Linked DNA regions of Mus musculus: regions 1, 2, 3, 4 and 5 are each linked to region 6. Evidence: chromatin contacts called from public HiChIP or PLAC-seq and promoter capture Hi-C data. All regions are on one chromosome and are shown on one strand. Each heading gives the region's core, a stretch centred on a gene start, on an enhancer-like site or on the middle of the called end of the contact. The rest is flanking DNA. Distances are from core to core; before and after follow the strand shown. Region 1 holds the start of Zcchc7 (zinc finger, CCHC domain containing 7). Region 2 holds the start of Stx17 (syntaxin 17). Region 3 overlaps Zbtb5 (zinc finger and BTB domain containing 5). Region 4 holds the start of Exosc3 (exosome component 3). Region 5 holds the start of Slc25a51 (solute carrier family 25, member 51). Region 6 holds the start of Nans (N-acetylneuraminic acid synthase (sialic acid synthase)).

The links. Promoter capture Hi-C pulls out the DNA fragments that hold promoters and counts their contacts. HiChIP or PLAC-seq counts read pairs in DNA pulled down with a chosen protein or histone mark. Capture Hi-C pulls out chosen DNA fragments and counts their contacts.
Region 1: a promoter capture Hi-C map of cranial neural crest shows a contact between it and region 6. The contact joins the promoter of Zcchc7 here to the promoter of Nans in region 6. A contact is called at or near these places in 2 of 39 promoter capture datasets (cranial neural crest and liver).
Region 2: a promoter capture Hi-C map of adipose tissue shows a contact between it and region 6. The contact joins the promoter of Stx17 here to the promoter of Nans in region 6. A contact is called at or near these places in 1 of 115 datasets of contacts at active chromatin or transcription factors (pancreatic cancer cells) and 1 of 9 other capture datasets (adipose tissue).
Region 3: a contact with region 6 is called in a promoter capture Hi-C map of liver, with 3 times the contacts expected there. The contact joins the enhancer-like site here to the promoter of Nans in region 6. A contact is called at or near these places in 12 of 39 promoter capture datasets (the 3T3-L1 cell line, 3T3-L1-derived adipocytes, the HPC-7 cell line and 7 more), 1 of 484 Hi-C or Micro-C datasets (B cells), 1 of 115 datasets of contacts at active chromatin or transcription factors (forebrain) and 1 of 9 other capture datasets (liver).
Region 4: a promoter capture Hi-C map of liver shows a contact between it and region 6, with 2.6 times the contacts expected there. The contact joins the promoter of Exosc3 here to the promoter of Nans in region 6. A contact is called at or near these places in 3 of 39 promoter capture datasets (hippocampal neurons and liver) and 1 of 484 Hi-C or Micro-C datasets (B cells).
Region 5: an H3K27ac HiChIP or PLAC-seq map of thymic regulatory T cells shows a contact between it and region 6, with 6 times the contacts expected there. The contact joins the promoter of Slc25a51 here to the promoter of Nans in region 6. A contact is called at or near these places in 4 of 39 promoter capture datasets (hippocampal neurons, liver, neutrophils and 1 more) and 1 of 115 datasets of contacts at active chromatin or transcription factors (thymic regulatory T cells).

What each region holds. Positions count from the first base shown.
Region 1 is chr4:44,753,787-44,758,330 of GRCm38.p6, forward strand. Zcchc7 (zinc finger, CCHC domain containing 7) reads left to right here and starts at 2,773. Exons shown (of 9, transcript NM_138590.4): 1 at 2,773-2,906.
Region 2 is chr4:48,122,709-48,126,772 of GRCm38.p6, forward strand. Stx17 (syntaxin 17) reads left to right here and starts at 2,211. Exons shown (of 8, transcript NM_026343.2): 1 at 2,211-2,250.
Region 3 is chr4:45,003,556-45,007,976 of GRCm38.p6, forward strand. The region is part of intron 1 of Zbtb5 (zinc finger and BTB domain containing 5); the gene reads right to left. Among named protein-coding and RNA genes, the nearest start is that of Zbtb5, 6.6 kb to the right of the region's middle. Within about 2 kb of position 2,141, at least 20 of the 459 cell types and tissues checked have an H3K27ac peak or open chromatin away from gene starts, as enhancers often do. A contact at or near this core is called in 3T3-L1-derived adipocytes and liver, where this site is marked.
Region 4 is chr4:45,317,865-45,322,186 of GRCm38.p6, forward strand. Exosc3 (exosome component 3) reads right to left here and starts at 2,752. Exons shown (of 4, transcript NM_025513.4): 1 at 2,407-2,752; 2 at 1,686-1,835. The coding sequence starts at 2,727.
Region 5 is chr4:45,407,292-45,411,275 of GRCm38.p6, forward strand. It overlaps Slc25a51 (solute carrier family 25, member 51), which reads right to left and starts at 1,475. Exons shown (of 3, transcript NM_001009949.3): 1 at 1,404-1,475. Gm46852 (a long non-coding RNA gene) reads left to right here and starts at 2,099. Exons shown (of 3, transcript XR_001784277.2): 1 at 2,099-2,186.
Region 6 is chr4:46,487,148-46,491,404 of GRCm38.p6, forward strand. Nans (N-acetylneuraminic acid synthase (sialic acid synthase)) reads left to right here and starts at 2,182. Exons shown (of 6, transcript NM_053179.3): 1 at 2,182-2,343. The coding sequence starts at 2,212.

The DNA.
Region 1 (4,544 bases), core at 1,523-4,022, 1.7 Mb before region 6:
TATGAAGACACAGATGTGGGAGAGCATCATGCGTTAGCAGCTAACTGCTCAGAATTCAGCATGTTAGTTAATGACACCCCATTGCTTTGAGCTGATATGGGTTTACTTTGCATATATGTGTATACACATGCACGTGTCTCACCAGAGGTCAGAGGATAATCTATGGGAGTCAGTCATCTCCTTCCACCACTTCAGTTTCAGAAATCAAACTCAGGTGGTCAGGCTCAGCAGGAAGTGACCTCACCCACTGAACTATCCCTCAGTCCTCCACCTTTTAAGGTATTTTGTTGGCTGCATGAGTAACAGTGAGAGGCGAGGCCACAGCCATTAAGGGTTATGCTCATTAGCTTTACATTCTCAAGAGAAACAAGGTAAAGGAGCAGCATATTTATTCTGGCTCACACCTCTCTCTTTATCCCCTTCTAACTCTGTCTGGGTGCTTAGTTTCCCTGGATGGTAGGTACAGCTCACATTTAGGTCCTGACCTAACTCCCTCACTGAAAATATGCTCACAGGATACCCAGAAGGGTTCATCAGTGCTTTTCAGTTTGATTAAGCTGATAAACTCAAGATTAAGCAGTATTCACTACTTCTGGCAGTTAGAAATCTGTTCATCTGAGTCGGTTTCTCCTTTTTTGTAAATAGAAATTAACACTAATAATAAAAATAATCACTGAGCACGGTGGCACACGCCTTTAGTCTCAGAAGCTCAGCAGGCAGATCTCTGAGTTCAAGGCCTGTATGGTCTGTATAGAGAGTTCCAGAACAGCCAGGACTACACAGTAAAGAGATCTTGTCTCAAACAACCAAACACACATAATAAAAAAAAGTTAGGTTTTTAAGGTTAGGTTAGGTTGCACCAACTTGCAATCCCAGTACTTGAGTTTAAGGCTGGACTAAGCTCTGTAGTAAAACCTAAAAAACTAGCAAAAGGGGCAGCAAAACAATATTGTTATGAATGGGGGTACCTGGTGGGTACTTAGCTCATGCCAAGGCATATTCCTGAGTAATTATGCCATGCAACAGATCTGGTATAAAAGAGGTTTCCTGGGGGAAGGGAGAGGACTGAGGACCTGGGACAGGGTAGGAAAGGGTATAGAGGCAGGCAGGGGCCACGAGGGCAAGAGGTAGGGGGACCTCTGAGGACAGACGGGGGAGAGGGAACTCTGAAAACAGAGAGGGGGGAGGGGAAAAAAGAAAAAGGAGAGGACATATGAGATTATGGAACACACAGAGAGCCGGGTGGCCAGCAGTCCTTTTATAGGTCCTCTAATCCCTTGCTCGGTCCCTGGGAGGAGTCTAGTGAAATCACCTGTAAGCTAACAATATACTAAGAGGAGTTATTATGGCCCTTGATTAAAAATTCAGTCTTTTAATACACACATACACACACACAAACACACACACAGCATTCCTTTGGCACATATTCCCTGAACTGTCCAAACATGTGACCTACTTCTATACCACTTTTTCTATCCCCCAAATAGGTTTTTCAATTTTGCCTTTTTATAGTGTCTTGTCCCTTTCTTTCCTAGCACATAACCATAATGCTAATCGAATTTTGTAATTATTTTCAAACTCCTAATACTGTAACAAGACCTTAAAATTCTTCTACTTTATCTGGACTTTCTAGAACAGCCTGACATTTTCCTGAAACTCTTCCCCCAACCCCCCTATAATTTAGTTTAAGTAAATATAAGCTTAGTTTTCTAATAACGTAGAAGGCTGACAGCTTGGCTCTAATATGTTCAATAAATGTTGGCAAAAAGATTTAAAATCAAACTCATCTATCAGGGATGTTGTCAGTACCTAATTCGGTATTTGTAAAGTTGCTTAGATGAACTTATGTTTGTTTGTGTTTGACTGTGACAAGGTCTTAAGTAGCTCAGGCTATCTTTGACTGCTCCACGTTGCTAAGGATGAACTTGAATTCCTTATTTTCCTTTTTCCACCTCCTCTGTACTAGGCTGCTTATGTGGTGGAACTTAAAAATGAACCCAGGGCCTTCTATGCGGTAAGCAAGCACTTTACCAACTGGGTTACACGTCCAACCTCATAATTAAAGTTTTTTTGTTTTTTTGTTTTTTCTTAAAGGTGTGACCAAGGGAACCAATGCTGGAGGCCGTGAACACCGTCTCCTAGTACCAGAAAGAACAGCATTTACTCCGTGTTGCAGGAGTGCAGCTCTTCACGGTTCACAAACAGTTAACAAGGCGGAAGCACCTCCGAGTGCACTTTACAACCTAAGGTGAGAAAAGCCGTGCGGTCACTATTCCCACTAGCGGAAAAACCAAAACCCAAACCAGACACTCTCAAAAATGCCTCTTCCCGCGCTGGCATTATCAAGGTCCCTCTCCGAAGTCACCTACTAACCCTAAATCCCCTACTAACTCTGACCTCCACCCGGAAAAGGGGCCGATTTGCTCTGCGCCACGTGTTACTACGAGGGCGTCACCCAGAGCTAGAAAAGAGACAGCCCCTGCCGACCGGACCAAGGTATCATGGGAATTGTAGTTTTCTTTCCAACACGGGAGTAAGTGAACTCGCACTTACTTTTGCCCTTCAAGTAGCTTCTATTTAGTATAACTCATAAGATAAAAATATGCACCATAATTTTTTCAGCCGAGATTTCTTTTCGAAAGGAAGGATGAAGAAAAAAAGAACAAAACCAAACACAAAGTTTATAGGCGGAGAAAACAAAGGGTTAATAAGCGTTACGCATGCGCTCGGAGGACTCGCGGGTTGGGCGGAAGGACAGCTCCCAAGAGCTCTGTTTTCCCCGGAAGTACCTTCTCCTCCCTGGAGTCCGCGCGGACGCGGCTTCCTTACCTCATTTGTCCTCGCCCCTCCCCGTTCCTCTACGCGTTTCGGTTCCTGGTTGGTGCTTCCTGGTCGCGGCCGCGGCAGTGAGTATGTGTGTGACGGACCCCGAGCTGTCCCGCGGCCGGGGGACCCCTTCCCCTCTCCGCCTCGCCCGCGGAGCTGTGGAACTAATGCGTGCCCCTCTCTGGCCTTCCCCTCCCGGTCCTTCGGGGCTCAGCGCAGTGCAGCGCAGCAAATGGCCTCTCAGCTCCGTGCCGCCCCACGCGGCTCAGTGACCGGGCTGGGGTTTGGCGGCCCGAGACCAGGGCTTGGGCAAGGCTGGGCGGCGATGGCCTTGACGGGCACGTCTTCTCTGTCGGCGTTACTCCACCGCCTCCCACGGTTCACCCGTCCTGGGGAGGTGGGCCAGTCCCGAAATGTGGAGGTCTCCCTTCGCTGAGGGGAACCTGGCCCTCAAGGATGCGTCCAGTCGGGGGCCACCTTAAGCTGGTGCTGTCAAGTAGCCGCTTCACGAGTAGACACAAAGAATCTGGGAACTATGCCCCATTCCTTATATAAAACCAGGGTATCCTAAGATGATCCTCTGCCCCCGCGCCCGCACACCCTAACAGCAGACAGTTGTAGTCAATTTTACTGTGGGGAAATCGAGGTTGGGAGTTGGCAGCCCCCAGTTCCAGCCATCACTGATTAGCTGCCGACGCTCAGAATACCTTTAGGTCGAGTTTACTGTGATTTCAAGTCTCAGGGTTGAATGAAGGAAACTTTTTTTTTTTTTTTTTTTTTTTTTTTTTGAGACAGGGTTTCTCTGTATAGTCTTGGCTGTCCTGGAACTCACTTTGTAGACCAGGCTGGCCTCGAACTCAGAAATTCGCCTACCTCTGCCTCCAGAGTGCTGGGATTAAAGGGGTGAGCCACCACGCCCGGCAGAAGGAAACTTTTAAGGGCCTTTTTTAGCCCATTGGATAATTTTTTTCCTGAGCCTGTTTTTCCCAAGTATAAAATCACCCTTAATTTAATGACTAGGCTCCCTTCAAAAGCTCTCGACTTGGTGTTGAACATTTAGACCTTAAATTGCAGCGTGTGTATTTAAGACGGTGTTGTGCTTTAGGGACAGTTAATTATTGTCATTTAGTCAGAGGATGGGGAATGATCTGAGGGAAGAATTGGAAGTGAAAATTGTATGAAAACTACACGATTAACAGTGCATGGGACAAATAGGAGAAGCACTGTTTCCAGCAGAGTCCAAAGAGTAGTTAGAAGTTAACATCAGTAAATTTAGCATGCATTTCTGACATGGAGACAAGCCCATTGTTTCTCTCTTTGATGGTCCCATTTGGATTCCTTACCTCCTTTGATTGGAAGTGACAGTAACATTTGAAAAAGGGGCAGACATTTTAACTTTTGTAATTGGTTTTGTTTCTGCCTTCACTGAATCTCAGTAGCACACTGAGATTCTTGTAAGTTATAAACCTAAGTGGAGAATAAACTATTAGTCATTTTATCCATTGACAACTGTGGATTTAAAAATTCAGCCCTCAAGGTGGGGTCCAGCCCCAGGTAGAACACTGGCTTAGCATGTCCAGGCCCCTGGATATAGTCCCCAGCACCATCAAATGAATAAGACCAAATTTGGGATTTAAATCTACCTCAGATGACCTATAGCACCCAGAAAGAAGCTCTAAGCTGGAAATACTTTGAAAGAAAATTAAGAGCAAAGCGTC
Region 2 (4,064 bases), core at 961-3,460, 1.6 Mb after region 6:
TTGCACTAGCTAAGACTTTATTGAGTAGGTGTGGAGATAGTGGAAAATCTGGACTTGTTCCTGATTTTAGTAGAAATGCTTTGAGTTTCTGTCCATTTAAGTTGATCCTGGCTATGGGCTTGCTGTAAACTCCCTTCATTTTATTGAGGTATGTCTCTTGCATCCCCGATCTCTCCAGGACTTTTACCATGAAGGGGTGATGAATTTTGTCAATGGCCTTTTCTGCATCTAATGAGGTAATCCTGCGTTTTTTGTCTTTGAGATTGTTGATACTTGACACTCCTTTTAAGCCTCTCCTCCCCAAACCCAACCTTTCTGGGGCTACTCCACTCTTTTTATAGCTCCTCTACCTTCTCATAGATACAATCACACATTTTTCTCAGTGTTCACTTTCCTGCTACATTTCTAACCTTGTGATTATCATTTAGAAGAGCCATCTCTTTAACCACCTTGAAGTTGTTTGAATTCATATCTACAGGCTCTCCATGAAAGCAATCATGTTACCAGGTAATAATTTCTTTTTTGTTTTTGTTTTTTCCAAGATGTATTCTCCTTACTGTTTTGTTTTCTTTGGATCTACTGGGTTAAGTTAAGATATCAAGAAAACTTTGTCTCGTGGCAGCAGATCTTATTATCCTAATAACTTTATGGCTTAAGGCAAGAGCACAGAGAATGGTCACACCCCTTATGTCTAAATATTGAAAGATTCAATTAAGTATTGTAGATTGTAAGTGAGGCTAGCCAAACTGTTAGATTAAATATCATTATCTCTCTACATGACACACCTAAGTTACAGCAAACATCATACAACCACCTGGAAGGCCAAAGTCAATTCCAGAGTGCCACAGCTCCCTGTTGTACTTTTTCAAAACTTAACACTAGTTATCTTTACTTCAAAAGGTCTTGTTTAATGGATTCGGTGTGTGTGTGTGTGTGTGTGTGTGTGAGAGAGAGAGAGAGAGAGAGAGAGAGAGAGAGAGAACACACATCATCTCTCAGTGAGCCTGGAGGTTACCAATTCAACAAGACCAGCTGGGCAGCAAGCTCATGGATCCTTTTGTCTATTTAGATAGTATTAGGATCATAAACATATACCACAGAGCTTGGTTTTGTATGTGGGTGCTGGGTGTCCAAACTCAGGTCTTCATTGTGAAGCAGGCACTTTACCAATTAAATGATTCCCTATTGCTTGTTTAACTGACTTTGGCATTTTACCATCCATCCTATGGCATTACCTAATACCTTTATTTTTCTCCTTGGGATGAAAATTTGATAGATATGCCTCAATCTATGAACTAAGGGTACCATAAACACTAACATCCAGTATACCCCAAAGAAAATTCAAATAGCTTAATTAATAATGAGCTTTATTTTAAAAATTGCCTTTCAAGACTTTCTTAAGCCCCTAATCTGTGGGCTAAAATTCCCCCTCTACTTCCTTTCTACCTGCAGATCCTAAGAACTGAGTTTCCTTACAGCTAACAGGAAATGTTCTTAAGACTGTTGAAAACTTCATCATCAGAAGATCCATTTCAAGCAAAGACCTGAATAGTCATATATATATTTTAGTTGGCTAGGTCTTGAGGTCAGAACATTCAGAGAGGAGAATCAATGACCTGCACACACTTCAAAGCTTGTTCTAGCAGCAGCTGGTCCAACTGGAACTACTTGAGAAGAAATTAGGAAAACCAGCTGTGAGTACAGCGCTGTCACAAACGGGCTGAACTGGAGTGAGTCACTTCCTATCTGTGCTGAGCCTCAAAGTGACCAGGTATCATTTTAATAAGGACAGACGCCCAAAGCACTGCAGCAGGCTCTGGACAAAAAAGTTTATGCCTTCTTTCATTTGTGCCTGTGGCTATTCAGATACTCCTAGCCAGTCACTCAGGGGCTCTGGGAGGCGGGGCGGGGCGGGGCGGGGAAGGATGGCACTGGGTTCCGAGCTTCAGTTTTTACACACCTAAAGAGCTAGGGGCACAAGGCCGTCCTCGCCAACAAAATTCAAGGAACACAATGTGCAGGAAAACTGTAACATGTAGAAGGTTATCCAAGTGTAAATTGTCTTAGATACAGTACACAAGACGACCCATAAAACACTTGGAATTGTTCATCCAGTGGTTGGCACACTATATTACCTCCACGCCCACTGGCCGGGTAGGGGGCGGGGCCACATATCCCGCCCCTGGAGACGCCCCGCCCCTCTCGCGTCTGCGCAGTGTGTATCGACGGCCTCGAGCGCCTAGGCGGGAGGTAAGGGGCTGCCGGGCTGCCGCCACGGGGTCGCTGGGCTGCGATGTGTCACCGCGGGCCGGGCTGTGGACGCAAGGGAGAGGCGCCGGTCACCAAGCCCGGCCTCGGGTCAGTGTGAGCGCCGGGGCCGCGACCAGAAGTGGCCAAGCCTCTCTGTTTTCAGTTTTGGAGTAGCTGTCCCTGCGGGAGCGGGGAGGCCGAGGCCCCACTGCGCTATGCCCTCCCGGGTCGCTGTGAAGAGCTGCTTCGGGCCCTGGGTCGCCGGGCCAGCCGCGCCGCTGGGGTCGTTGGTGTGGCCTGGGTGCGTCCTGGTGACTCCGTGAGGGACGACGCGACACCGGTGCCCAAGCAGGACGCGGAGAGGCCGCAGCTGCGGGGACCGAGCCAGCACTTACTCTCCTTGTACCACCCACATGCCCAAGGGGACGCATTTCCTTGGGAGATAGTGTTATCAGCAGTTTGGGACCTTTTTCCTGGAAAGGGGCTCTTTCGCTTTTAAATAACTCTTGAGTAATTTACTTCACCTTTGGGTACTTTTTCTTCTTGTGGAACCCTAGTATCATGGTACCCATATCATCTTAGTTGCAAGTACCAAGAGATTAAGTTTATAAAAAGCACTTGACACCTCTCACTGCAAATGTGTGTGCTTGGAAAATGACTGCAGGCCTGTCTTCTACACGTTCTTTCATCCATGAAACAGCAATTATTATACATGCACAAACACCAGACAAAAAAATTTGGAGTCATTTGCAATTATTGAAAAGTTGCAGAAGTTGCTGGAGGCCTTGGTGGCCCATGCCTTTAATCCCAGCATTAGGAGGCAGAGGCAGGAGGATCTCTTGACTTCAAGGCTAGCTTAGTCTACAGACTGAATTCCAGGACAGCCCTACACAGAGAAACCCTGTCTTAGAAAAACAAAAAAGAGAGAAAGAAAACTCGTACACATAGTACAGAACACTACAGCGCCCTTGTGTTAGTATTTTACATACCATCCTTAATACAGTCACAGAGAGCAAGAGATTACTATCTGGTTAACTGGGTCTCTTGGGATTCCATTCTTTTTATTAGAGTCCCTTCTGTATTCTACAATGGTATCTAGTAAGCAGCCTTACTCTTGATGGGCCTGGCGACATTACCTTTTCCAATCTGTAGCAGTATCATGACTTTGTGTGCTTTGAAGAGTCAGGAATGTTGGTAATGCCTTTCAAGTAGGAGTTTGTCTATAGTTAGTTGGGACTAGATTGTGTTGCATTTCTGTTAAGAATACCACAAGGTATAAGTACCCTTTTCAGTTTATGCCTCCATGGACCTTCCAGATGGGACCTACTGCTTGTGTGTTGACACAATCAGATGACTTAGTTAAATTTGGTATCTGGGAGATTCTCTATAGCAATTAGTAGTCCAGTTATTCCCCAAGTACTATTTATTACTTTGATACTGTAACAGCCCTCAATTTCCCTCCTTTATTGACTTCTGCTCTAAGGAGGCACTTTCCATCTGGTTTCTTTATCTGTATTCACTATTTTGTGTCAACATAAACTCCTATGATTGCTGGGTACTGATGACCCACGCCTTTAATCCCAGCACTCAGAAGGCAGAGGCAGGTGGTTCTCTGAGTTCAAGGCCAGCCTGGTCTACAGAGTGAGTTCCAGGACAGCCAAGGCTACACAGAGAAAGCCTGTCTTGGAAAAATAAAAAAAAAAAACAAAATCTCATATGATTATTTTGCTGTTATTATGTACTTAATATATCAAATTGTTCTCACTTTGGCCATTAGAAGGTTTTGTGTTGTCCTTATTATTTTCTGTACCTCT
Region 3 (4,421 bases), core at 891-3,390, 1.5 Mb before region 6:
AAAGAAGAGCACAACCACATTCAAATATTATCTACCACCATAACAAGTGATCTCCTGCTGTCAACCAACCAAAGTTAAGTATAGGATGCATCTTAACATTCTAAGGAATTTAGTTTGTTTCTAGAGATAGGGTTTCTCTATGTAGCACCCTGGCTGGCCTCGATCTCAAGAGATCTGCCTACCTCTGCCTCCCTAGTGCTGAGATTAACCAAGCCAACACCATGGAATTCTTAACATTTACTGTAGAGATGGGCAAAATCCTGTCAGGAAAAGAACTAAAGAGCACCTTTCCTCCATTTTTATAGAGAAGATATAGGTGTAAATCATTATTAGAGAAGAAAACTAGGGAAGTTTCACTGGGCAGACAAGGCTTTTTTTTTTTTTTTGCAATAGGAAGTAGAGGTGGGGTTTTGAGATGGGATTTCTCTGTGGCACTGGCTGATCCTGGAACTCACTCTATTGATAGGCTGGCCTCTAAACTCAGAGAGCTGCCTGACTCTGCCTTCAGAGTGCTGGGACTAAAGGCATGTACCACCAGTGCTGGCTAGCCAGTGACTCCTGTCTCCGTCTCTCCAGTGCTGGGTGACAGCCATGTGTGTCACACTAGCTTTTGTTTTAATGTGAGTTCTTGGGATGAGACTAAGTCCAACACTTGCATGGCAAGCACTGTACAGACAGAGCTATATGCCTAGCTAGTACCACCGAATTATTTTTTGACTGTTTTAACATGTTCAAGATAATATGTTGTGGAACACAGATTTACACAGTAGAGTGCTAATACTCAAGTCACAGGCAAGTAGTAAGAATGAGACATATAACTGGGTGCTTTACAAAGTGGGAGGCGTATGTGTAACAGGTAAAACTGGAAAACACAAAGGTGATCTCCAGTTTCTCACAACATGGACAATGGTATGAATTTGTAGAAACAGATACGAGCATGCTACCTTCCAACATTTAGCGGCAAAGAGTGACCTAGGTGTGAGATTGAAAAGCGGTGGCGCACGCCTTTAATCCCAGCACTTGGGAGGCAGAGGCAGGCGGATTTCTGAGTTCAAGACCAGCCTGATCTACAAAGTGAGTTCCAGGACAGCCAGGGCTACACAGAGAAACCCTGTCTCAAAAAAAGAATAAAGGTTCCATTCCCAGCAGCCACAGACTCAAAAGTGTCTAACTCTCAAGTTCCAGTGGGCCCAACACCCTTTCCTGGCCTCTTCATACATGTAGTACATAGACATACATATAAGCAAAACAGCCACACATATAAAATAGAAACAAGTCTAATTAAGAAGTAGGGCTGAGGAACTTGCTCAGTGATTACCAGAACTTGTTGCTCTTCTACAGGACCTGGACTTGATTCCCAGCATCCACATGGTGGCCCATAAATCTCCTGTATATCCAATTCCAGGGGATCCAACTTCTTCCCTCCTTAGGCCCGGCTCACTCTGTAGACTAGGCTGGCCTTGAACTCAGAGATCTGCCTGCCTGGTTCCCGAGTGCTGGGATTAAAGGTGTGTATCGCTTCCCCTTGCGAGAATATTATTTCTGAATGGGGGTTTGGGTGACATTTTCTGACAAAGAAAGTAATGTCTAAGCACTGGGGGCAAGGACATTTATAAAGCTGGCAAATAGGCTTAACTGGTTCCATTCTGTCCTTCTCTAACTTTTGTCCTCCTAGGTTTCTGTTCTGCAGTTACCTTGGATTCTAGGAATAATATGACAGATAGAAAAAAAAAATTGTCTTTAGGACAGAGAAATGGAACTAATCCTATCCATGCTAAACCTAGCTGGAAAAGGTCTCCCAGTCCCAAATGGGAACAAACCACCCCGAGATTAGCTCTCCTAAAGCTTATGGGAAGCAGATGTGCATGCTGACAGGGCAGCTGCTGTTCTAGACCCACTTCCAGGAACCAGAACAAGGACAATGGCCAGCCAGACCACTGGCCTGACCAAGGTGACCTGCTCTGTCAGCTGAGCAAACTTTCAGTCTCTGCTTGTTTCCCTTTCCTACAAAATCTCAAGTTCTTGTCAGCTGATACAAGACATATCTGAGATTACTGAGCCTGGCTGCCCTCCCCGATGTGGTCACCTGATTAATGCTGCTTTCCCACCCTTCGACAAGGCTCTGCTTGGTTGGCAGGTTGGGCGAGCTGGGACTGGTCTACTGGGACTTCTAAAGGACCTTTGCCCTGAATCTTTAGTAATAGTCTCTTACCAGTAGAAAAGATAGGAGAGAAAAAGTTAATTTCTTATACTGAGTTTGCTTTTAAAGCAGTATGAGCCACTTAAAATTGACAATGATCAGGATTTGACCATGCTGAGCTGCTTTCGACCTTCTTTCTATTCAATAACGAATATAATGTATGTCGAAGTAGATGTGTTTTGTGTGTGTGTGTGTGTGTGTGTGTGTGTGTTTAGTCTTTTTGGGAGGAAGAAACAGCAGGCTTCATCTCCTTGTCATTCTTCCTTGACCTCCTTGTAGTAGAAATTAAACGGGATAACAAAAGGTGAATGCCTTGCAATTTTAGAGAAAGATGATGTTGAGCTAATTTAAAATCATGACTGAATAATTAAGATGCACTGAAAAATCAATTATACCATGTTAACAATATCATATACAGGGGCAAAACAGGAAGCAATTCACTCTAATCATTTTAATTTGAAAAGCTTACTATAAAGGATTTGTAAACCCACTTATTGAATATAAAAAGTAACAGATTATCATGTATAATTTCCAAAAGGCACACCATCATTTAATCATTCATTAAAGTTTGCAAAACAAATAGTTTGTTAATTTCCATTTATATAAGGAAGAGCCTCACTCCTAGTCAGTTCTTCTCAGTAACAAACTTCCTCAAGAGCATAAAGGCAAATCTGTAAAACTCACTCATTACAATTAGAGTGAAATAACTGAGGATGGGTCTTCTAATTGCACCACATTTTATTAAGTCTAAAATGCCAGTGGTTATAAGCCGAATTATTTTGTGTAACACCAGAGAAGATGGAAAGAAAGCTGTCATTTTTGTTTGTTTTGAGACAGGGTCTCCTGACCCAGCATCCAGAGTCCTGGAATTGAAGGTGTAAGCCCGAATATAAATATTATCAATTAAGCTATAATATGCTTACTTATGCCACTCATCTTCAAAAGAATTTAATAAAATTAGTTTCAGGGCTAGAGAGATGTCTCAGCAGTTAAAGAGCATTGACTGCCCTTCCAGAGGACCCAAGATCAAATCCTAGCATGGCAGCTCATGACTGCCTGTAACTCCAGTTTCAGGGGACTTCACACCTTCACACAGACATATATGCAGGCAAAACATTAATGCACTTAAAATATTGTCTTAGGGTTTTACTGCTGTGAACAGACACCATGACCAAGGCAAGTCTTATAAAAAACATTTAATTGGGGCTGGCTTACGGGTTCAGAGGTTCAGTCCATTATCATCAAGGTGGGAGCATGGCAGTATCCAGGCAGGCATGGCACAGGCAGAGCTGAGAGTTCTATGTCTTCATCTAAAGGCTGCTAGTGGAAGACTGACTTCCAGGCAACTAGGATGAGAGTCTTAAACCCACACTCACAGTGACACACCTACTCCAATCAGGCCACACCTCCAGATGGTGCCACTCCCTGGTCCGAGAATATACAAACCATCACATTCCACTCCCTGGCCCTCATAGACTTGTTCAAAAACATGAGTCTAAACATAGCATAAGGCAAAATGCATTTAGTCCAATTTTCGAAGTCCTCATAGTCTATAGCAGTCTCAGCAATGTTAAAAGTCCAAAGTTCAAGGTCTCTTCTGAGATTCATCTAATTAATTAACTGTAATCCCCAAAGCAAGGCAGGAAATCAGCTGGGCAAACTCCAAACTCTGCATCTCCAAGGATGATGTCAAAGCAGTCTTTAGAACTCCACTCCTTTTTCATCTTTGTTGACTGCAACAAACTGCTTTCTCCTGGGCTGGTTCCACTCCGTTAGCAGCTTTCCTCAGCATGTATCCCATGGCTCTGGCATCTTTAACATCTTTGAGTCTCCAAGGCAATTTCAATGTTACAGCTTCTTGTTTCAGTGTCTGGGATTCCACTTGATCTTTTGGACTCCTCCTAAGGGCTGGCATCTCTTCTCCAGCTCTGCCCTCTGTAGCACTCTAAGCTCAGGTTGATCCACTCCACTATGGCTGCTGTTCTTGGTGATCATCCCATGGTACTGACATCTCCAATACACTGGGGTGTTCTACTTCAACTAGGCTTCACCAATAGCCTCTCATAGGCTCTCTTCATGGTGCCAAGCCTCAAATCCTTTGCATGACCCCTTCGGTCCTGGGCCACCAACTACAGCTGAGGCTATACCTTCTCCAATGGCCTTCCATGACCTTTCACAATGCCAAGCTTCAGCTGTTCTTCATGATACCTTTATGCCTTCA
Region 4 (4,322 bases), core at 1,502-4,001, 1.2 Mb before region 6:
CCAGACAACCTACAGCTGCTGCTGCTGGTTCTGATCCATGGGCAAGAATGCCAGGGACCCACAGCTGTCACACTAAGGGACTGATGGTCCTCAGAATTCAGCCCTCCCACCACACACCATGAAACCCTCCAACCAGGAGCCATTCCAAGGCCTAAGAACAATCTTCAAGACTGTACTGCCCAACTTACATGTAGTTTAATTTAGCCTTGTATCTACTTAACATATATAAAATTCCACTCTTCAACAGTTCAGCTGCTCAGCAGCCACACGTAACTAGTGGTAACTGCACACGTCAGTGTGGATATAAAAACAAACAGCATCACCGGAGAATGTTCTATCAGTACTAACAAATTACATGTTTGTCTAGAGGAAAAAAACTCATGATATCCATATTCAAAAGAAAACAGGACAATGGTAATTCAGATACTACTTCATGGAAAATTTGCTTTAAAATGTTACAAAACTGAACTTTAAAATGAAGCTAAGGAAACAATAAATTTGTTCTCTTCAACATTAAAAATACCCACTGTTGAGCTGGAGATGGCTCGTGGGCTAAGAGTACTTACTGCTCTTGTAGGGGACCCAGCTTTGGTTTCTAGCACCCGTGTAGCTGCTCACAACCTGTCATAACTCAAGTTTCAGGGGACCTGACCTTCCTGTCTGACCTCCACAAGAAGCTGTCACACAGCGTGCAAAAACATACATGTAGGCACACTTTCCTGTGCATACTTTAAAAATGCCTTGTAAGTCCCCACTGTTGTGGGTGATTACAAAACCTAGCGGGAATCATTACACCTTTTCCGGCTTCCTGGGCATGTGGTCCTGCACAGGGCAATGAGAATGAACCCAGTGTGTGGTGAATATGCAGGACAAGTGACGATGAGACAGTCATCAACTCAGTCAGCCTGGACCTCAAAGGTGATGTCTCCTAGGGCTGAGGACACAGCTCCAAACAGGAACACCATTAATAAAGACCCAAGGGAAGGAAACAAAGCCCAGTTACACTGTGAAGCTTAAATATGGTTCCATGAAGTAACAGAAACCACGAGGAAAGACCCCTGAGTACAATGCTCTCTGTGTGATTTGAACAATCCTTTTTTTAATGAGATTTTTTTTTTTAATGAGTTCATAAGATTGTTGCCCGCTCCTGTCAAAAGTGAGACAAAGGGGTTGGCATACAAAAGATAAGAGAAGGAACAAATAAGATTGAGTGACTAAAGACCCTTGAGAGTTGAAGAAAAAGCAGCAGAGAGGCCAGCACATTTCTGGCTCAGGTGTTCAGGAAGAACATGGCTAAACTACCCAGAAAGCCCAACCTGAAAACCTACAGAAACAAGATTACTCTTCTGTCAGCTCCAGCTCCAAGGATTTAGAGCCATGATGAACAGATAGCCAATAGTGCCCATGGCCCTTAGACTAGGGCCATTTTCCTCATGGGGTGGATTCAGACATGACAGGTAAGGAGGGGGATAGCAGATGTAACTCTTCAACCCGGTAGAAAAGAACCAAGGCTGCAAACATGACATACAGCAATACTTCTGGAGCCGCAGCGCCTGAGAAACTCTTATAAACTGTCTTGGAGAACTGGTTTATGCTTTGAAGACAATTCAAGTAGCCCTCTGGATAGTTAACTTTCTCGGGAGTGGATATTTTTTCTTGTTGAAACCAAAGACTCCCATTATTACCTGCACATTTGGTCTGTTTCTTTTAGTTGCCCCTTCAAATGCCAGGTAAGACAAAGACGCTGGCTCACTCCCTCCAACATCAACTTTGAATATATCTCCAGATTTAGCGATCACTATGCCAATCACGTGGTCCCCTTTCACAGGTACATACTAAAAGCAGAATGAAAGAACAGTCATAAATAATACAAATATCATTACAAAATATCTTCTGAAACTTTCATCTAGGTTGATCAGGGTGGGTCTCAACCTATCCAGCCAACTCATACTCCCCATGTAGCTGCAACTACAAAACCGGCCCGCACCAGTCCAACTTTATGAACGTCTAATTCACACTTGATCAAGTTTCAAGTTTTCTCAGCATCCTTTACAAGTCTGGTGGCACAAGAATCTTTACATTCAAGGAAACCCACTCCATTTGACATTATTCCTAAGTGAAAGCTCTTAATTATTCTATGGGAATTTTAATTCCCTGTGATTTATTTGGACTCATTGCAACTGGGACACCAAATGGCAACCCCGAGGCTTTGGGTTTTTCAAGACAAGATCTCACGGAACCTTTCTCTCCTGTCACCCTTCTCAGGATGTGTTCCTATTGTGGTTCCTCTAAAGAAGATGCAGAGAGGGGGCTAGAAGCCACCGCGGCTCTAGATTCGCCTTAACCTATGATCGCTTGCAGGGGGCCCACTTTCGCGGCAGCGCCGCCTCTCCGACATCCGCTCACCCGCTTCTGCTGCGAGTCCACCCAGTAAACGCCGCCGCCGCCTCCGCTGGGCTCCTTGTGACGCAGGCGGCCACACTTGGTGACCAGCAGACGGTCCCCGCAGCGTCGCAAACCTGGGCCACACACTACGCGCAGCCTCGGGCGCGCACCCGCATTCAGGCGTAACGGCTGCTCCCCGGCGCCGCCAAGGCCGTCTACGTCCTCGTGGTCCGGCAGCACCAGCTCCTCCCCGGGGAGAACCACCTGATTCAGCACCTTGTGCACGGCCCGTGCTCGGCAGCCCGCCACCGACTCCGGTCCCGCGGACAGTACTTCAGCCATGGCAGGCGTCACCATCGCAGCTTCCGGTATCTACTTCCGCTTCCGCTACCCGCCCACCAGGGTCATCTCTTTCCGGTGGTTGTGGGCTTTCTGAGTTGGACTTGAGCTTGGGAGATACTCGCTTCATCCCATGGGTGCTACTCCCTGCCCTGTGTCTGTAGCTTCACGGTACCTAATGTAACAATCTCCCACCTCCTCCCACACACATCACACCTTTTCACCTACTTGAGTTCATCTCTTCAGTGGCTTGGGAACATCGGTAACTCAGGAATTCTCCCAGCTACTTCTTTGGGAGCACACTAACAGCTATGTGAGAAACTGTTAAATCCAAAACCCACAATGTGCAAGAACTTAAGAACTTACAGTTTTCTGACTTTGGGGTTATCTGTGAAACCAGCGTTTCTCTGTCGGCATCTTCAATGAGTAATTGATTCAGTTCTCCAACAGCACTGAAGGCCTTGGCATTGACTGAGATCAGTTGCTTGATGCTTTGCTGCCAACTCGAGTTTATAGATTTTTTTTTTAGGGAAGGGGCATCACAATTCCTGCAAATTTGGTAAAATGCTGGCAAGCCATTTAATCCCTGGATATAAGGGACAACTGAAATACAAGTGCCCCAGCCAAGTTGTTAATTAGTGCTATTGAAAGACTGAGAGTAAGACTCCGAGGTAGGCAGATAAGGAGAGGAGCCACGGCTAGGTAACAGGTGATGAATTGTCAAGTTGGCTAACTTCTTCCTCAACCTCAACCTCCTAACTCAATACAAGCTTAGCAGCCTCAAAAAAAGGCTGTGTAGGCTTTTGTGTAGAGGGTAGGAGGGCATGTGCTTCCAGGTAGTCCTATAGAAACCAGAATTGTTAAACATGCAGATCTTTTTCTTCAATGGAAGAAATTGACAGCTATTCACTTGGAAGGCTGGAATGGAGGTTGTTGAATACCAGGTAATTTTACCATTCTGTGGAGCTAGCTCTCACCTGAATCCCCCTTTTCCTGAGCATTTCCAGTCCATAGACTCCATCCTTATAAGAGAGATCTCATGGATTTGAAAAAGAGTTTGCTATTATGATTATAAAAACCTTTCCTCCCTAGGCTCTTCTCCTGAGCATGTTTTCTCAGTCAACAGAACCCACTCTTGTGGAAGAGGTCATGGTGCTTTTCAAGAAAACATGCACTTTGCAAGGGAGTTTAGATATAACCGTGTCCTAAGCTTTGTGGTAATAGTTGTCACAAGAAAACCTTTTTTTTTTTCTTTTGAAAGTTTTACTGTTTAAATAAGTAATAAATAAATAAATAAAAATAAACTGGAGTCAGACTCCCGAAGTTTGTACCAGCCCGGCTAAGTCATGCTGAACCACGTTTACTTCTTACTTTCTGGGGATCCGCTGGCAGCAGAGCTTGCAGGGACCCCCACACTTTTAACTCTCACCTGCAACAACAGCAAGCCCCCTGCTGATGGGCCGGTTGAACAAGTTCAAGGCCTGCACAGGACACATTACACAACAGTTCTGGCCTAATTCACCATCAATTCTTTATTCAAATCGACCAACCCTACATTTGGGGGAGGGGGGGGGGAGAGACTCTTCAAAGACTTTAAA
Region 5 (3,984 bases), core at 225-2,724, 1.1 Mb before region 6:
ATCAAGTAAGGAGCTAACTGCCAATCAGCTCAATCGAGAGGTGGGAGAAAAATTCTGGAAAGTTGTCCTCTGACCTCCATTCAAGCGCCTTGGCACATTAGAGCCCCCCAACCTCCCTCCCCAAATATATATATATAAACTTTAAAACATGGCATGTTTTATAACAACACTCAGATCACTAACTTAACTCTGATAAACTGGTTCCTATTTAAATACTTCCAAATGATAATCTTTTGCAACTTACTATAAAATGTATTTACTACGACTGCTCTAGTTTGCTGTAAGGCACCGAACCTAACACAAGGGAGCAAAATCCACTTTGATCCAATAAGGGTCAAACTTCTGTGATGTAAGCACAGTGTAAATTCTAAATACTCAATGTAACTTTCAGCCCACAGGGATATGCAAAAGCCAGATATGACCTTAGTACAAAGGTCTTTGACCAAAAACAGGGCAAAGGGTGACTGTAATTCTTAAAAGACGTGAATTCCCACTAGTCAGCAGGTCTGAGTCAGCATACAAAACCAGGGTCAGGCAGGGTTCAAGTGCTAGTTACAGCAGGATTTTACCACTGCAAATGCAAAGCAACAGCTGTGACAAAAAAACCCATTATCTTAGCTTCTATCTGACAAAGGAGACTAGAGTCAATTCTTGTCAGAAGTGTCATGTCGCCCTAAGAAACGCTAAGGGTGACGACTCTGGTTTCTCATGTGCCCTGGATCCGAGTCTTCAAATCCTTTCAAAGCAAAGGCGCCGGAGATCCATTTTGGTACGGTAACTCCACACACAATTCATTCTGCTCAATAGACAACAGGTAAAAACTGACAACCAGAAGGTGGGCACTAGGACCAGCTGGGCAGCCTGTAGGGGCCAAGACAAAGGTTAAGCTAAAAGTCGTAAACATGGCCGAGGCGCTGCCATCCTCTACCTAAGCTAGCTACAACAATCCGCACAGAAGGGAACAATTGACGCCCGCCCACCCACCCGCCCGCCTTAGACTCTTTCCTGCGTGATGAAACATGGTGCCTCGGAACGAGCATTCTCCAGGCTTCCATCTGCCCACTCGGGGAGGACGGAGAGGCGCTGGGCGGAATGGCCAGCACCACCGGATACCACGGGCCGCCGCGATCCCGCGGGTGGCAGACAAAGGGAACCACGGGCCACCGCGATCCCCCGGGGCCTGCATCTCCCGAGCTGTGGGCGCCTCCCTGCCGGAGCGCGCCGCAGCACCACAGGGCCCTCGGCCGGAGCCGGGCCGCAGCTGCCGGGACCCGGACGCGTGGAGAGCGCAGGACCTGGAGCTCGGCAGCCCGCGACCCTGCTTCAAGCCTCCCTTCTCTCTGGCCCGAAGCTAGGGCAGCACAGCGGCCTCCGCTCCCCACCGCACCCCACCCAGGACTCACCCACGGCCCGGGGCGCAAGCCCGCAGGACGGCTGGCGAGCGAGCCCGCGCCCGCGCAGGCGCAGACTGGTCCGACCCAGGCAGGGGCGGGGCGGGGCGGGGCGGGACGTCGTCGAGCCACGTGACCAGGGCCCTGCCTCGCTCAGGGTCTGGGTAGCGCTATAGCTGCCTTGTACTGCGTCCGGTCCGGTACTGACTCTTGTCGCACCTTTTGCCAGGCTGTGGGGGTGCCGCTAGTCTCCCCGCCCCCCTGACTTAAGCTGAAGTTATACGGTGGCCTCGTTGTTCCACAAAACAGCAAGCGCGTCATTTAGCGTGTAGTCTGTTGAGATCCAGGGCTGTAGATAGCGCGTGCGTGGAGGCGCGAAAGCTTCTGATGAGGCGATCTCAAAGCTTGGTGGAGAGCTCTTTGTCACCGCACTTCACAGGACACCTGAGTTGTACATGAGGTCATACAGCTAGCCTCTTTTTCCTTAGATGCACACACAGTTTGTGGAGTCTTGGAAGGAGAACCCTGCTGTGAGTTAGGAGAGCCGGGTCAGAATTATAGCCGTGACATCCCTTGAGTGACTTTTGGCAAGTTATTCGTCTCTTCCATGAGTGGGTTCCTCCATGTTGTGACATTTGAACAATGGTTCTGATTTGCAGAACCACAGGCGATAAATGTCAGTGGACAGAAAGGACAAAGTCAGCCTTCGTGGGCAGGCTCTTCAGCAGACTCCTGAATGTGCGACCAGCTTGCCTCTTAGGACTGGGATTATCTCACCATTACACACCGTTCCAGGTGGGTGACCCAGCCTGCTTAGTGTTTACAGGTTTCTGAAGCTGTCGGAAACCACGCCTCCTAGGCCACGCCTTCTAGCGTCAGCAAACGGGAGTGTCAATCTTGGTATTTCAAAGCCTCCTTTAAGGAAGTTTGCCTAGAGATCCAGTCAATGAGTTCCTAAGAGGAAAAAAAATTACAAAACATTTCTTTTTTAAAAGAAAATAGATTTATTCTACTGTTAGCACATGTGTATAAGTACCCAGAGAGGCCAGAATAGGGCTTCAGATTTCTTGATCCTGGAATTATTAAAGGCTGTGAACTGTCCCATGTGGGTGCCAGACTCAAGAAGAGTATATGTTCTTTTCTTTTTCTTTTTCTTTTTCTTTTTCTTTTTTTTTCCAGAGCTGAGGACCGAACCCAGGGCCTTGTGCTTGCTAGGCAAGCGCTCTACCACTGAGCTAAGTCCCCAGCCCCTTTTTTTGTTTGTTTGTTTGTTTGGTTTGGTTATTTTCGAGACAGAGTTTCTCTGTATAGCCCTGGCTGTCCTGGAACTCACTCTGTAGACCAGGCTGGCCTCGAACTCAGAAATCCACCTGCCTCTGCCTCCCGAGTGCTGAGATTAAAGGTGTGCGCCACCAACGGCCCGGCACAGTGTATGTTCTTAACTGAGTGACCAAGCAACCTCTCCAGCACCCAACCCTCAAGTCTTAAAATAAGTTCCTGATTTTGGGTTGGGCCACACTGCTAGTGTCCTCTGCCACACGTACAGTCATGGCTCCCTGAGGAGGTGCCAGCTGTGCAGCAGGTACCTCCAAGGGAGGTCAGAGTCTGATGGACCCAAAGCCTACAAAAGCAGAAGTATGAGAGGCTTTCCCCTTGAGAAGGTGTGGGAACAAAAAAACGGGGCCCGGGGGAAGTGGGAAAAGGGAAAAAAGGCCCACACCCCGCCAGAGTTTCCCTATCCTATGACCACCGGGGTTCAGACCTCAGCTCGACTGGAGACCAGCCTGTCTGTGCAGAGCCCAGTGCCCCACAATAAGGAACCAGGGACAGATTCATGGGGTAAGAGGTGTTTGAACTGGGCCTCAGGGTGATCTGATGGAATATGGGCCAGAGAAGGAAGTCACCTCAACAGTGGGAGGGAATAAGACAGTAAATGCCAGATAGTGGGCCTGTTAGTGCAAACCTCCCTCCCCTGTCATAAGCACAAGGGACAGGTTTTTGGATCTCATGGTTTAGAACAACCAGGCAACAATTGGGGAAAGGGCATTTACCTCAAAATTATGTTTGCCTTGGCTTCTGTGAATTTCTATTCAAATGTATTATTCAAAAAGCAAAGAAACCAGGCAGGTATCCAGTGTGTTCATAAGCATAAATAATTAATTTCAGATTAGAATGGAAAGGTTATTCTCCTGTGTGTGTGTAGGGGGGGGACATAAAGGGAAAGATTGGAATTAAACATACAGTTAGGGATGTAACCGACGCAGAAGAGTGTCCCTCCCTCCTCACCAGAACACTCGTGTCTGGATGGAGCCAGTGCGGTCCTGTCATGCTGCAGGCCACAGTGCAGGCCTCTAGCTTCTTCTCAGAAGCTTCCAGGGACTTTACTCACTGTTCTTGAAGATCTGTAAAGATGAAAGCCACCTGTTTTTAAATCTAGAATTCATCATCAGGATAGCTTTCCATATCCAGCCCCATTCATTATCCGTCTATCTTTTGTTGGTATCCTAAAACTGTTCTACCTCCACAGGGGCCTCGGACAGCGTCCTCTAACCCAGGTGTGTTTGTGTCATTGCTCAGCTTTGGGACCTTCCCA
Region 6 (4,257 bases), core at 932-3,431:
AATAAAAAAATCTTAAAAAAAAAAAAAGAACAAACCCACAACAATAAAGAAACGCTAGAATAACTGCTCCCCTGGCTGACGTGGAACTCACCGTGTGGCTGCAATGTCGACAAGTGCTGTGGTTATAGGCTGGAGCCACCATGCTTGGCCGACATTGTTTTCTTTAGCCAAAAGGGACTGAGTTTCTTTAGTGCCATATTTCCTATTCTCAGTGATCAGTGTTGCTCTGCCAACTAAAGTTGAGGCAGTAGGTCTCTGCCAGCTGCTACAGCACACCAATGTCCTGTCCAGCCATGAGTCCGGCTTTTAGTTCCTTCTTGCTCACTCTGCAGCAATGGGCCTTCCATGTTGACTTGCCCTCTCTGGGACACTCGCCAGTTCTCTGTGGGTGTTGTCTGCTCTCTGCTTCCTCTGCTATGACCGCCCCACCCCCTATCTGTCCTGCTTTCTCCATCTCCTCAGCCTTTCTTCCTGGGGATGGCTTCCAGAGCTCCCTCCCTCTCAGTCAGGTTCAGATGTGTTTCTTCCTGTCTTGTGGGTACTTTGAACTACATGTTTATTCCAATGTGTTCAAACCCTCTATTCTGGCCGGGCGGTGGTGGCACCCGCCTTTAATCCCAGCACTTGGGAGGTAGAGGCAGGTGGATTTCTGAGTTCGAGGCCAGCCTGGTCTACAAAGTGAGTTCCAGGACAGCCAGGGCTACACAGAGAAACCCTGTCTTGAAAACACCACACAAAAACAAAACAAAACAAAACAAAACAAAACAAAACAACCTCTGTCCTGGCTGTCTTCCGTTCTTCAGTTCTGTGTAGTCAAACAGGAAATCGATCTAACTCTGAAATCCAAGGAGTGTGCTGTAGGAGACCCGGGCTGGGAGACACTCCAGGGCCGCAGTCTGAGCCCCGCTCTAGAGTTCAGGATGACTTTGGCCAAATTAGTGAAACTCCCTGAGGCTAATGCCTCTCATATAGTAGAAACAGCTATGGCTGTCTAAAATGTACTGCACTGTGGACTGGAGGCATGCATGGTTCAGCGATAAGGCTCATTGGCTGCTCTTCCAGAGGACCTGGGCTCAGTTCTCAGCATCCACTTGGTGGCTCACAATCGTCTGTACTCCAATTCCAGGGACTATGATTCCCTCTTCTCAGTTCTTCAGGTACCAGGCACACATGTGGTGCACAAAACAAACCATATACATAAAAACAAATTAAACAAATTAAATACCATACCAATTTTTGCAATCAAAGATTTCTTTTTTTGTTGTTTTTGCTTTTGTTTTTTTCGAGACAGGGTTTCTCTGTATAGCCCTGGCTGTCCTGGAACTCACTTTGTAGACCAGGCTGGCCTCGAACTCAGAAATCTGCCTGCCTCTGCCTCTCGAGTGCTGGGATTAAAGGCGTGTGCCACTATGCCCGGCTTCAAAGATTTCTATATACTGTCTTACAATTCTATATGATACTTCTGTTTCAGGGAAGAATGTAAACAATGCTTGAGAAGACCAGAGAGTCATAACTGTCTTAATGTTAGCCACAAATACCATTTTAGTGCTTCTCAAGTTGCATCTCACAAGGTTACTAAGATTCCCCACCACCACCCATTTCCTTCACTCTCTTGGAAAGTGAGGTGGCTCCAGAGATGCCTTGGATGGGGTATAACCTGATATGGCAAAACCAGGAGCCACTAGGGTTTCCTGAGGCATTTGGTGTCTGCCCTTTCCCTCTAACGTGATTTTTCATGAGATTTCTAGAAAACTGCAGACTACAGTTAGTTGTTAGCGGCTGCGTGGAAATTCCTGTTAGTCTGTTGACAAAAGACATCACGCAGATTCTTGGGTGAGCGCTCCTCTCTGTCTTATGCTCGCAAGATTTCCTCGTCTTTCTGTTCTGTCTCAGAATCCGCAACCATGGGATTCGAACTCTAGAACACCTACTTTCCTGACTGCTTCATGGGCTGCACTCTCTCCTTGTTCTTCTATCTAGCCATAAAGTAGACCAAATTGTGTCTAGAGGCGTAGGCAGCGCTGGAGGGGCGGGGCTTGCTTTTCTCCCCGCTCTCTGCAGAGGTAAGGCTCCGATTGGCTGTCGAGCGAGACGGGGCCCGCGGATTGGCTGCGCGACAGCCGCCGGCTGACGTGGCGGGGCTGAGACCTGCGGGCCTGCGCGGCGGGTGCGGAAACGCCCGGGGCAGCAAGCAGGCGCGGGTAATGCACCATGCCGCTGGAACTGGAGCTGTGTCCCGGGCGCTGGGTGGGTGGAAAGCACCCGTGCTTCATCATCGCGGAGATCGGCCAGAACCACCAAGGAGACATAGATGTGGCCAAGCGCATGATCCGCACTGCCAAGGTGAGGGGCGGGGCCCGTGGAGGAGTAAGTAGCGGAGGAGCCCAGGAAGGTTGACGGAGGAGTTTGCAGGGAACCCGGGCGGGGGGCAGGCTAACGGAGGGGCCCGGGAGAATTCACGGAGGGGCTTGGGAGAGCGCGGCCGCGATTGCCTTCTGGTCCTGTGCTCCGCGTCTCTCTTGCCTCGGCTCCCCAACTCCGTCTAACAGCTGCTCTTGCTCGCCCTCCCAACCGATCTTCTTTCTGTTTAGATCAGCTCCTACCCTTGCCTGGCCTGCTCCGTGGCTTCCTACCTAACCAGAATCTTAGGGACCCAGCCCCTTCCTGCTTGTCATATGCCACCCCAGAGATCCTCCCGTGTGATATTTGTCTACAGTCCTTGGAAGTTGGTGTGGTTTTTCTCAGTCCCAGTGTTTGGATTACTAACCGGTAAAAAGTGCAGATCGGGTTAGGGACTAAGCTGCCTGATTTGAAAACCCGGCTTCATGGAGCTGGGATGAGCATCCGTGAAGGGAAGGAGTGAAAAGCACAATAATTAGTCCAGGGCTCCTTGGGTGACCACTAACTACAGCTGCTGAGATGCTTGTGACTACACGCCCACCCACTTCTCTTAGTAAGTTTCCACACGTTCAGTCCGAACGACAGGGATGGCTTCTCCAGCTACAGCCCGCAGCCCTAGGTCTCACGGTGTTTTGCTTCTAGTCCTTTTAAAACAGGGACTTACTCTAACCTGGGCTAGACTGGGAGTCATCATGTATCCCAGGCTATCCCTCAGATATTTTGCTTCAGGCTTCCAAGTACTGGGATTACAGGTGCTAGCCTTCACTCAGGACTTGTCATACTTTCTTTTAATCCTTTCTTTGTTTTGAATGAATCTTTGAAGAGAAACCGTCCTGTTCGTCATTGTGACCCTAACCCTCAGCTTTCATAAAGTCTACCCTGTGATTTCTTTTTTCTTTTTTCTTTTTTTGGTTTGTTATCTTTTTAATTGATTGTTATTATTGTTTTTGGAGACAAGAGTCTCACTCTGTAATGTAGATTGGCTTGGAATTTACTCTGTAGACTAGGCTAGGCTCTCAAGCTTGGACCCGTTTTCCTGTCATAGTCTCCCAAGTGTCGAGAGTGTAGGCATGGGTCATTACATTCAGCAGTTCCTGGGGCTGGAAAGATGGCTCAGTGGTTAAGAGCATTGGCTTCTTTTCCAAAGGACCTGAGTTCAGTTCCCAGCACCCACATGGCTGCTCACAGCTATTTCTAACCCCATCGAGTGTCAAGATAGCACTCCACTCTCTACATGGACTCTCTCAAATTCAGTTTTATCTTACCTTTCCTTAGAACTAATTAATTGGTCTTGTGATCACAGTACTGTTGAAGCACAAAAGGACTTTAAAGTAATAACTGCTAACACAGTTTTAGATTGTCACTCTTGAGATGCGGAACTAAGTGCTTTTGTGTACTCTCTCTTTTAATTCCTATGATGCTTGTTGTCAACTTCATTGATATCTTTGATCCTAGCACTTGGAAGTAGAGGCAGTCAGATCTCTCTGAGTTCGAGGCCAGCTTGGACTACTTAGCAAGTTCCAGGCTCATCAGGGGCTACCTAATGAGACCTCGTTTCAAAAATGTATAATTTTTAATCTTCCCTTTAAACACAGGTTTCCTGCCTTTGGACTATAAAGAGGGAAATTCCTGCTTTTGATTGAAAGGGACAGCCTGTTTTTCCAAGGTGTGACCTCCTTGTATGGTGAGGTTGTAAAACCTAGAAATATAAAACCGTGCAAACAGAGTTATAGTTTTTTTCTCATGGGTTCTCTTTAGTTCTGGAGGGTATTGGGGTCAGGGGGCACAGTGGCGGGGCTGGGGCTGTAAGCAAGAGCCCGGCCTAGTGTTAGGACATTGTGAGTTGACTGATCCTGA